Linked DNA regions of Sus scrofa: region 1 is linked to region 2. Evidence: chromatin contacts called from public Hi-C data. All regions are on one chromosome and are shown on one strand. Each heading gives the region's core, a stretch centred on a gene start, on an enhancer-like site or on the middle of the called end of the contact. The rest is flanking DNA. Distances are from core to core; before and after follow the strand shown. Region 1 holds the start of GRAMD4 (GRAM domain-containing protein 4). Region 2 overlaps GRAMD4 (GRAM domain-containing protein 4).

Region 1 (4,876 bases), core at 746-3,245, 66 kb after region 2:
TCCTGCCCACCCACCTCGGGGGAAGGCACAGCTGGGGGCGGCCAGGGCCCGGCGGACCTCACGCGGAGGGCTTCCTGTGCAGTTTCCAGGAAATGCCTTTCCCAAGCGCAGCCAGAGAGCCCTCGCGGGGACAGGCCCTGCCCGTCCCCAGGCCACGCTGCCAGGACAGCCACAGCCCACACCCCACCAGCCACGGCAGCCCAGAGGAAAGAGGCCTCAGGGAGCCCCGCCCCAGTCCCCAGGACCCAGCTGCCCCCCCACGCGTCCAGCCGCGTCCAGACCGCAGGTTCAAGACCCCGGCCTACGGTCACAAAGTGCTGCAGAGAGAGCACCATGGCCAAGGCGGGAGAAGAACAGGCAGGCGGTTTTCAGAGGAAGAAAGGAGAGGCAGGTCTAACGAGGGCCCCGACCCGAGGTGTCCCAGCTAACAGTGCGGGATGTGGCTTCACCCCAGCAGGGGACAAGGGCGGCAACTCGAACACACACGCCCAGCAGGACTGTGTCCCCCAGGCGGGCCGAGTCCACACGTGGGGCAGCAGCGTCAAGGAAACGAGAACCGGGAGCAAAGGGCACGGCTGGGCTCTCGGGGCGGGGCGGGGGTTCGGATCTCTGCTCCGCATGTGTCAGAGGGAAGGGGGGTGGGGCTGCCCCGCACCGTCCTGTCCTCCTGTCGGCCCCTCTCCTTCAGGGAAACTGAGGCCTGCAAAGACGCCAGGCCTTTTGGCCCAAGGTCACAGAGCAGATGCGGGAAGGAGGCAAAACGCCAAATTCCTTTCCTAACTGCTGCACAGCCCTGACCATCCTGCCAGGCCCAGGCCTGAAACAGCCCCTAAGGCTGAGCTGCAATGGGGGCCGGGGCTCACGCGTCTCCATTCTGGGGGGGTAGGAGCTGCTCCCACCTGTCTTTTCTCCCAAACCTGCACTAAGAAGGTAAGCCGGGAACCCCATCCCGCAAAAGGTGTCATCCAAACAGAATCTTTCCTGCCATTGGAAAGGTCGGGATAGCAAGAGCCCCAGGGTGGACTCTGCTTCCGGCAAGGGGGGGGACCTCCTCAGGTCCAGGGCCCTGGCTGGGGGCTGCTCCTCCAGCCAGAGGCTCTCCGCAGGGACAGGTGCACCAGCTCACCTGCTCGGCCTCTCCTCCCTGCCTGGTGGTAGGCTCCGACAGCAGAGCAGGGCCTGCCAGCGGCAGGTGTGGGCCCAGGGCTGGGGGCTGCCGCAGACACCACATCTCCTTGCCTGCCAGCAGGTCTGGGCCCCAGCAGAGCCCCCACCAGCTCAAAGTCCCAAACAAAGGGAAAGGAGACAGGGCAAAAAGAGGGGTGCGGGGAGGGGGGCAACCCACAACTTTTTCCTCTTGGGTCACAGGGGCCGGCAGCTCCCTCCTCCTCTCCTGTGTCCCTAAGGAGTGAGTCGGAAAGACGGACATTGGACGCGATCACCAGTGCCCCAGCCTGGCCTCAGTGACTCTGACATCACCGACCACCACCCCATCTGGGGCCCAGTGCCCGCAGGACGTCCTCCTTTCCCTGGCCAGCCCAGCACAGCGCGAACCAGGAGACGTCGCGGCCCGGGCGCGCGCGGGGGAAGGGGGGGTGGCCGTGACGCGCGCCCAAGCCCGCGCGGGACCCGGGGGCGTGTATGCGGGGCGCGCCCGCGCGGGGCCCTGCTTGGAGGGCCGCTGACTCCGGGCGCGGGGAGAGCGTGGCGGAGCGCGCCGGGTCGCGGCCCAGCCGGCCGGTGTCGGGAGCGTGTCTGTGTGTCCGCCGAGGTCCGTGTGGGCGTCCGCGCGCGCGCGCCGCTTACCCTGCGCGGAGATCGGGGCCACCTCTCATCCACCCGCCGCCGTGCCGCGCCCCTCACCAGCCGCCGGGCCGTGCTGCACCTGCCGCCCGCCGGGGAGCCCAGCGGCGCCGGGGAGCCCGGAGGAGGCGGTCCCGCGGGTGCCGGCCACGAGCGCGGAGGCGGCGGCGGCGGCGGCGGCGGCGGCGGCGGCGCCAGGTCGCGCGCTCGCGTCCCGCTGAGCGGAGTCTGCGCGCCCCCGGCCCGGCCTGCGCAGCCGCCGCCCCGCCCCGCGCGCGCTCCGCCCCGCGCCCCGAGCCGCCACGCCACGCCCAACGCCACGCCCTACGACCTGAGCGGCAAGCCCCGCGCAGCCACGCCACGCCCCACGCGGCTCCTTAAAGGAGCCGCGCCGCCTCGGCCCTCCCTGTCTCTCCTGGCGCGAACGGCGGTGCGCCGGGGCCCGCGGGAGCGCGCCTGCCCTGGCAGGTGAGCGCGCGTGCGAGCTCGGTCACGCGGCACCGCCTTTGTTTGGGTGGCCCACGTGCGTCCCCGCCACCCACGCGCACGCGCGGCGGCTCCTCCGCGCGGCCGTCCGCAGGTTCCACCTACAGCCAAACGGCCCCGCGCATCTGTCTGGTGGACGCCAAGGGCACAGCCACGCACAAGCACGCATGCTGCTGTCACTTCATCCGTGGTCCCCCTGCTAGACACCCCGTCGGGGCCGCACTGTGGGTCAAAGCCTTTGCTACCAGTAGGGACCACATCCCACAGGAAAATGCTTTTCCGCTGACGCCCCTGTTGGGCCCACTCAGGGAAGGGTACCTGGAGCCCGCAGGAGGAGGGCTGGGGGGGTGCACACGCTCGCTAGACACCAGCAACCAGCAGGGGTTGACCCCCACCCCCAGGACGCGCTCTATCCTCAGGATCTGGGCCTCTGTCTCTAAATCTCGCCTTTGTCATTTAAGGGGGCCCCTCCACCCTCCTGCATCTCCGCAGGCCCACACGCAGGGCGCAGGGGCCAGGGCACAGCTTTAGTATTAGTGGTGAGCCCACTTTAAGCCCTCCTGCCCCTGAGTCTGGAACCACCCCCTCTCCCCCCTCTCCCCTGCCTCTCCCCTCTCCTCTCCTTCCGCCCCTTCCCCCCTCCCTCCCCAAGAAAACTCCGCCCACTCCGGCTCTGGGACCAGGGGCTGTCTAGCTCAGGTGCAGAGAGGACCACCCTTCGAAAACCCCAGGTCCTCACCCTGGGTTGGAAGCCGGCATCCCCTCCCCACCCGTGTCTGCCCGAGAGGATGGGGCTTGGAGTGGCGGGACAGGGGAACCCAGAGACTAGAGACGACCAAGAGGCTGTCTCTGCCCAGCCTTCTCAGCCAGCCCTCTCTCGCTGGGGCCTCTGGGCTCTGCCCTGCTGTTCTCTCCTCCATGTGTGTCTTTAGCCTGCTTCCCTGCTCTGCCCCCAAGACAATGACCCCAGAAGTCCTACAGGCACCTCCAGGAATCAGAACTGAGCTACCCTCCCACCCCACTATCTGCCTCCCATCCTCTCCTCTGTCCCGAAAGCTCCTCACCAGTCCTCAGGGATCCTGATTAAAGCACTCCTGAAGCATTCCTTGGGGCAAGGGTCAACTGTTTAAAAAAAAAAAAAATTGCACCCCCTAAACCTTGAGAATGGTTTTACTTGGTAAACTTATTAAGGACTATCGCCTGGGGCTGCAGCGGCTCAGAGAGCCCCGAGGCACCAACCTCCCAAAGAGAAAAGGGAGGAGCCAGGATAGACGGGAGTGAGTTTTTGCTGAAAACAAGCAACGCATTGAGCACCAAAAGAACACTGCGAATCACAAAAACCAAACATCTCAAGTTACTGGTTTTAGTGCTTTGTATGGGAAGGTGCCAGAGTCTGTGCTCATTGGAATCATTCCTTTGATGTGTATCTTAACTCTCTGGGGCCAGTATCCTGCTCCCCGCATCCTGAGTTCTCTCTGGGTGCAGCCAACATCAGGGCGCAGCAGTTCTGGGTGGCGTGATGGGCACAGTGTCCTTTGTTTACTGAAATGACAGGTGACATTCTGTGTCCACACAAGGGTTTGGGGCCCCTCTTTCGTCCTCTCCCAGGATTCCATGCCTGGGAAGGTAGCCCTGGTGGGCCTGGGCCAGGAGCAAGCTTCAAGTGAGCTCCCAGCAGGAGGCTGAACCTCTCTGTACCTCAGTTTCCTGAGTGTGAAATGGGGGAACAGTGATTTCAGATTAACGGTGCCGGAGTATGAAGGTGGGGTCTAGTTCAGGGGCAGCAGGGCGATGTGGCAAGCTGTCAGCAGAACCACCTCTTCCCGGGGTGAGAGCTCCACTGGGTGGTCTGAGATGCCTTTGTGCCCGGCGACCCTGCCAGGACTGGGCTCAGCCACCAAATCCCACTGGTTCCTCCTCCATCTGGGCTGGCGGCTCCTGGCCTTATCCCTCTGTGCTCCAGGCAAACAGGACTAGAGAGTTTCCCAAACACAAGCTCGATGTTCCTGCCCCGCCCCTCTAGGACCACCTTCCACACTTGAACTCCACCCAGCCTGCAAGGCCCAGCTCCACAAAGGGCCCCTGGACCCGCCTGGCCCGAAGGGGTCCCAGCCTCCCTGGCAGCCTCCACACTGCCTCCACCACGAATCAGCATGTGTTTAAATGTCAGTCCCTGGGACTGCCTTGCACATAGTAGGGAGTCAGCAAATGTGCTATTAATAGTGGCCAAATGACACCCAGGAAAGTAACTCACATATTTCCTTGATTTTAAAATGCCACCACGTAAGCTGCACCGTCAACTTAATAACAGCTTTTCAGGAAAGAATGAACTGCCCACCTTGCATCAGAGCACCAGCTGATGCTGTGCACCGCTTGTAGGTTGTGTGTTGCGTCAGCATCTCAGAAATGTTAAGATGGGAACAAATCAGCATCTCCCAGGGGAGGAAGCCTGGTGATAAACGCGAGACGTGAAGGCTTTTCTCTGCTTGTGGCTCTGGGGAGAGGATGTTCCCTGCTGAGGGGGGTCCTGCAGGACCCCCCTCAGCAGGGCTTAGCCAGTCCCCAGGGAAGCGACAGAGCCAGAACC
Region 2 (5,075 bases), core at 364-2,863:
GTAGGGGGTGTCGTACTTGGCTCGCAGCCGCGGGCAGCGTTTGAAGATGAAGTCGATGAGGAAGAACTTGATTCCGGCGTAGAGCCCTGCAGCGGGCAGAACGGGTGCTCGCACTGGGGCCTGCACCCCACCCGGGGGCCCAGGTCCCGGGGTGTGGGGGGGGGGACGCAGGGCAGCGGGGTGACCCCAGCTGAGGCGGAAGCCACTTTCACGGTGTGCTCCCGCAAGCTAGAGGGGGCTCAGGCCAAATAGCACAGCTGTCTCTAAAACCCATCAGCCACCAAAACGCACGTCAGCGTCCTCTGAGGGCGACGGGAAGCAGAACCCTGGGGACCAGCCCCTGCCTGCCGCTGACTGCGGGGCTGGCAGGACGGCTGTGGGCTCCCCCGCACCTGTGTTGGCGATGGTCCCCGAGAAACGAGAGGCAGCCCAGAGGCCACTTCACGTTCACTGGCCTTTGTCACTTCCCCACGGCCACACTTGCCTGCCCTGGCTCTCGGGCGGGGGCGAGGGACCGGGACCCATCTGCACTCGGCGGCCGAGGGCAGGCGGGAGCAGCGCCTGGACCGTGAGACCGCCACCCCAACACCCAAGCTCAGACCAGCAGCCTCCCACACACTGTGGCCGGGACCCGTGCCAGCTCTGGGCTGGGGACACGGAGGCCAGGAGAGCCTGCCCGCCCCCTGTGGGCTGGGCCTTGGGGTCTGGCTTCCTGGGAGAGCTGAGCTGTGGGGCTGGGGTGGTCCAGGGGCTAGGTGACGAGGGGGCCTCAGGACAGCCCCTCCAACCTGCCTACACCTTCCTCCCTACCCCATTGAGGCCCCCAGGCTGGGGCTTCAGCACCCCCTCCCACCTGGGACTTCAGGGACCATTCCAACAGTCAGCCCCCCGTCCCGCAGCTCCACGCCCAGCTCAGCCCACTCAGGCCAGGCCCACTCCACCCACTGGGTACTTCCCGGGCCCCCCTCCCCATCCCATCCCATCCCCCGCCCCCTCCGAGCCACCATCCAGTGCCCCCCTGCCTGTCTCCCCATCCTCCCCGCCCCTCATTCTCCTGGAAACTGAACCTGCCACGCTGAGGTTTGAAATATAGGTGAGAACCATGCCAGCACTTCCCTCAACTCGGCACAGCTCCCCCCCCAGAATTAAACTCTCACACCCACCCCACCACCCACGGCCCTAGTGGCCCTAAATGGCAGCATCACCTGCCCAGCCTCTCAGGGCAAACCCTGACCCCTCCCCGACCCCAGCTCATCCCCACCCCAGCTCATCCGTCACAGATGCCAGAGGCTCTGCTTCTACAACACCTGGGCCCACTGCCCACGCCCCGCCCAAAACATACATGGGCAACCTCCCTGCTCTGCTTAAGCCCCCACCCCTGGCACAGAACCCAAGGCCGCTCCACGCCACAGCCCCCCTGACGCCATCTCCCGCCCCTCATCACCCCTGCCCTCACACCTGAACCCTCCGGTCCCTGTGACTTGTCCCCCAAGAGCCAGGAGTGCTCACAAAGGACCATGGCTCGCAGCCAGGTCCCATGGGCCTCTGGCCCGCCGGTCCCTTCTGCTCGGCCAGCAGAGGCCAAGCTCGCCCTCAGAAGCCTTCGTCACGTCTCTAGTCTGGCGGGCCTCACTTCTCCTGAATTTGGACACTGTGACAGAAAGTCACCGGAGCAGCTGCAGGGCGGGGAAGGACGGTGGGGGATCTGACAGCTGCCCCCTCCCCAGAGGCCTGCCCCGAGGGGCACACAGAAGGGAGGGGGTGTCCTGGGGGAAGCAGGTGCCCAGGGCCCCTGTGCCGTGTCAGACGCGCCTTGGCGCCGGACGGGAGGCCCCTTACCCACGGCCAGCCCCACCAGGCGGTAGGGGAAGAAGCAGGAGGCCAGGAAGGCGGCCCACAGCGCGATGTACAGCTTCCGCGTGACCTCAGGCTGGACCCACGTGAACAGGCTGCAAGGGAGGGGGAGGCTCAGCAGACGGGGCCGCAGCCCCGGGCACACCCGCCCCGGGCACACCCCGCTCCGGGCACACCCGCCCTGGGCACACCCGCCCCGGGCGGGCCGGGACTCACTTCTTGATCTTCTCCAGGATGTCAGCCATCTTCCCAAAGAGGTTCTGCGTGAAGAAGCAGCCGTGGTCACGACAGACCCCCGGGGCCTTGGCGATGCGGGAGACGCGCAGCCCCCGAGACCTCAGCCGGCGCCACCGCCGAGCCCCAGGGCCCTGCCCAGCCGCCCCTGGACCGAGGACAACTAACCGGGGCGCCGGCCATCAGACCAGGCCAGGTGGGCCCCCACCAGCCACACTGTCTTGGTGTCCGCGAGGGACCAGCGGACAGGCTGATGACGGGGTGATGACAACAGACAGGCCAGGCCCGGGACTCTGGCCACAGCCCGATGGCCGTACCTGGGCTTTCTGGGCGACGTCCAGCACGAGCTGGAACTTCTCAGACACAGTCAGGTCTTCCTTTGGAGGCTCCTTCAGTCAAAGGGGAAAGAGAATTTCCACTGAAATTCAACAGTTCAGAGAAATTACTGACAAAAACAGCATGGCGGGCCCCGCAGCCCCGGGACCATGACACAGCCAGAGGGACGGATGCCCCCAGGGGGACGTAGCTCGAGGGGACAGCATGCCCGCCCCTCTGGAGGGCCCCCCCCCCCCCGCCGTGGGCAAGACTGAGGCTGACTTCTGTTTTAACAGATGGCCTTCAGAGGTGCATCTGAGGCCCCAGAACCCACCCCCCACTTTACAGACAGGGGAGCCGAGGCCCCAGCACAGGGGACCTGACCTTGTCCTGCCGGCCTCAGTTCATTCAGCAAGAACCTCCCCAGGACCCCCAGGTTCCAGGCCTGCTTCCCAGGAGGTGCCCTCCCAGACTCCTGTCTTAAAGGGGCCCCTATAGACACCACCATATCCCCCACCCCTACTGTGTGCTCCACACACACAGTAGGTACGCAAACATCTGACAAGGCTCAAGGAGGCACCGTGGCCACTCTCCTGCCTGTGCCTTGTGGCTCAGCCCCACGGGCCAGAGTCCCTGGAGAGTGGGTGTGCAAACCATGTGTAAAGGGCCAGGCGGCAAGTGCGGGAGCCTCTGCGGGCCTCACGGGCTGTCCCGGCAGCTCAGCTTGGCCACTGAGGCCCCCAGGCAGCCCCTGTGTAAAGGTACGGGCGCGACAGGTGCCAACAGCCCTGGATGTGAGAGACCAGGCAGCGGCCGCAGGTAGCTTGTTGACCACCGCTCTACATGTCCACTGGCCCAGCCTGTCCACCCTCCACCCTCCACTGGAGGCTGTGAGGGGCTGCAGCGCCCCCCACCCCCGTGGCCTCCCTTCCATGTCTCTTCCTGGCTGAGGGGGGTCAGGTCAAGCCAGGCCAGGCCAGGCCCTCCTGCCTCCCCAGCAGCCGAGCCCAGGCTGCTCAAGGGCACTCAGGGCGTCCGCTGGCCAGGGGTCAGGGGGCGCCCCTCTCTGGACTCCAGGTGGGGGGGTGCTGGCCTTCTCCCCCCTCCCCCGACCTCTCCTGGCCGCACGGGCGGGAGGAGGCCGGCCCCTGGCAAAGGCGGCCTTCCCAGGACTTACCACCACTTCAGACACCTCGGGCACGATGCTCCACTGTATCCTCCAGCCCCTGGCAGACAGGAGACAGCACAGGCCTTACTTACAACGGCATCGACGGACAGCACATCCCCAGCCCTGTGCCCCCAGGGAGCAGCCCCCGGAAGTGCCAGCCAGGGGGCAGGGGCTTCAGAAATATCCGCTGTCTGCCGAGACCCCCGGGGCCCCTCCTGGGCCCTTGGGAGGAGACGATCCAGGTCACCTGCACCGGCCCCCCCCGGTGGCCTGGGCGGGGGCACGCTTACCAGCACCCAGAGGTGACGGGCCTCTCAGAGTAAGCCAGGGAGTGGCAAGGACAAGGGTTTTCAGTGACCCACAGCTATCTGGGCAGGAAGAGCCCTTGCACACGCATTTAAGGTTTTTTTCCTGCCAAAAAACTTTTTTCTTTCTCTTTAGGGCCACTCCTGCGGCACATGGAGGTTTCCAGGCTAGGGGCTAAATCGGAGCTGCAGCTGCCAGCCTACACCACGGCCACAGCAACGCCAGATCCAAGCTGAGTCTGTGACCTACCGCACAGCTCACGGCAATGCCGGATCCTTAACCCACTGAGCAAGGCCAGGGATCGAACCTGCAACCTCATGAGTATTAGTTAGGTTCTTAACCCACTGAGCCTCAACAGGACTCCCACAAAAAACATTTTCAAGTGAACCTGTTTAAGCCAGCACAGAGGAGCGCCCAGAAAAATGATGGTGTGAAAGTAAACCTGGACAGGCTGGGTCAGACGGTGCAGGGCCTCCTCTCAGGCCTGATGTGAAGCCGGGGTTCGCTCTGCGGGGTGACCTCAGCTTCCCACAGGCCCCGGCGATGAGGGGTTCCCACCCTGTGCACTCGCCGGCTTCCAGCACAGCCCCCCAGCCTCGGGACGGACGGGGAGCCCGGAGAGCCCGAAGGGAAGACCCCCGAGGCCCTGGGCCTGGGGACGGCTGCGGAGCTCCGAGCCCCCGCGCCTCTTGGGCGCGTGCGCGTTGACCAGCAGGCCCTCCCGGGGCACCGAGCCTCTGCAGCTCCATCAGCCCCGCGGATGCGGGGACTCTTCTGCCAAAAAGCAGCACGATGGCAGGCGGGGCTGGACTGACCCTGAAGCTGGCCCCACGTGGGGGGCGGCCGGGGTTTGGGCTCCAGCCACCCACCCTCCTGGGAGTGTGGGTGCGTAGCAGCGGACACCCAGCAAACGCCAGCCCGTGACAGAGCCGGCTCGGCAGGGCCCCGCTGCGCGTGCAGCACAGCACGGGGAGACCGCCCCGCACGCGCACACGACGAAGCGGCGACCCACCTGGCTATGAGGTAATTGAGGGATAACCTCAGAATGGCCAGGAACAAGAACATAGGGACGGCCCAGCCGTGCCACACGGCGTTCATGTACACCTGCGGGTGGGGAGAGAAGGCGGGCGGGAGACGGTCAGGCGACAGGCCGGGTCCCCTCCCCAGCGGGGCAGGCCGCCTGCGGGCAGGAGACAGG

What was found. A called contact is a pair of places that touch in the nucleus more often than the background predicts.
Region 1: a Hi-C map of omental adipose tissue shows a contact between it and region 2, with 2.2 times the contacts expected there. The contact joins the promoter of GRAMD4 here to the enhancer-like site in region 2. A contact is called at or near these places in 12 of 47 Hi-C or Micro-C datasets (blood, brain, embryonic fibroblasts and 7 more) and 2 of 2 datasets of contacts at active chromatin or transcription factors (alveolar macrophages and skeletal muscle).

Annotation. Positions count from the first base shown.
Region 1 is chr5:2,945,809-2,950,684 of Sscrofa11.1, forward strand. GRAMD4 (GRAM domain-containing protein 4) reads right to left here and starts at 1,996. Exons shown (of 19, transcript XM_021091367.1): 1 at 1,807-1,996. The coding sequence starts at 1,835.
Region 2 is chr5:2,879,813-2,884,887 of Sscrofa11.1, forward strand. It overlaps GRAMD4 (GRAM domain-containing protein 4), which reads right to left. Exons shown (of 19, transcript XM_021091367.1): 9 at 4,890-4,981; 10 at 3,581-3,629; 11 at 2,406-2,477; 12 at 2,071-2,114; 13 at 1,840-1,949; 14 at 1-86. Among named protein-coding and RNA genes, the nearest start is that of CERK, 64 kb to the left of the region's middle. Within about 2 kb of position 1,614, at least 2 of the 83 cell types and tissues checked have an H3K27ac peak or open chromatin away from gene starts, as enhancers often do. A contact at or near this core is called in omental adipose tissue, where this site is marked.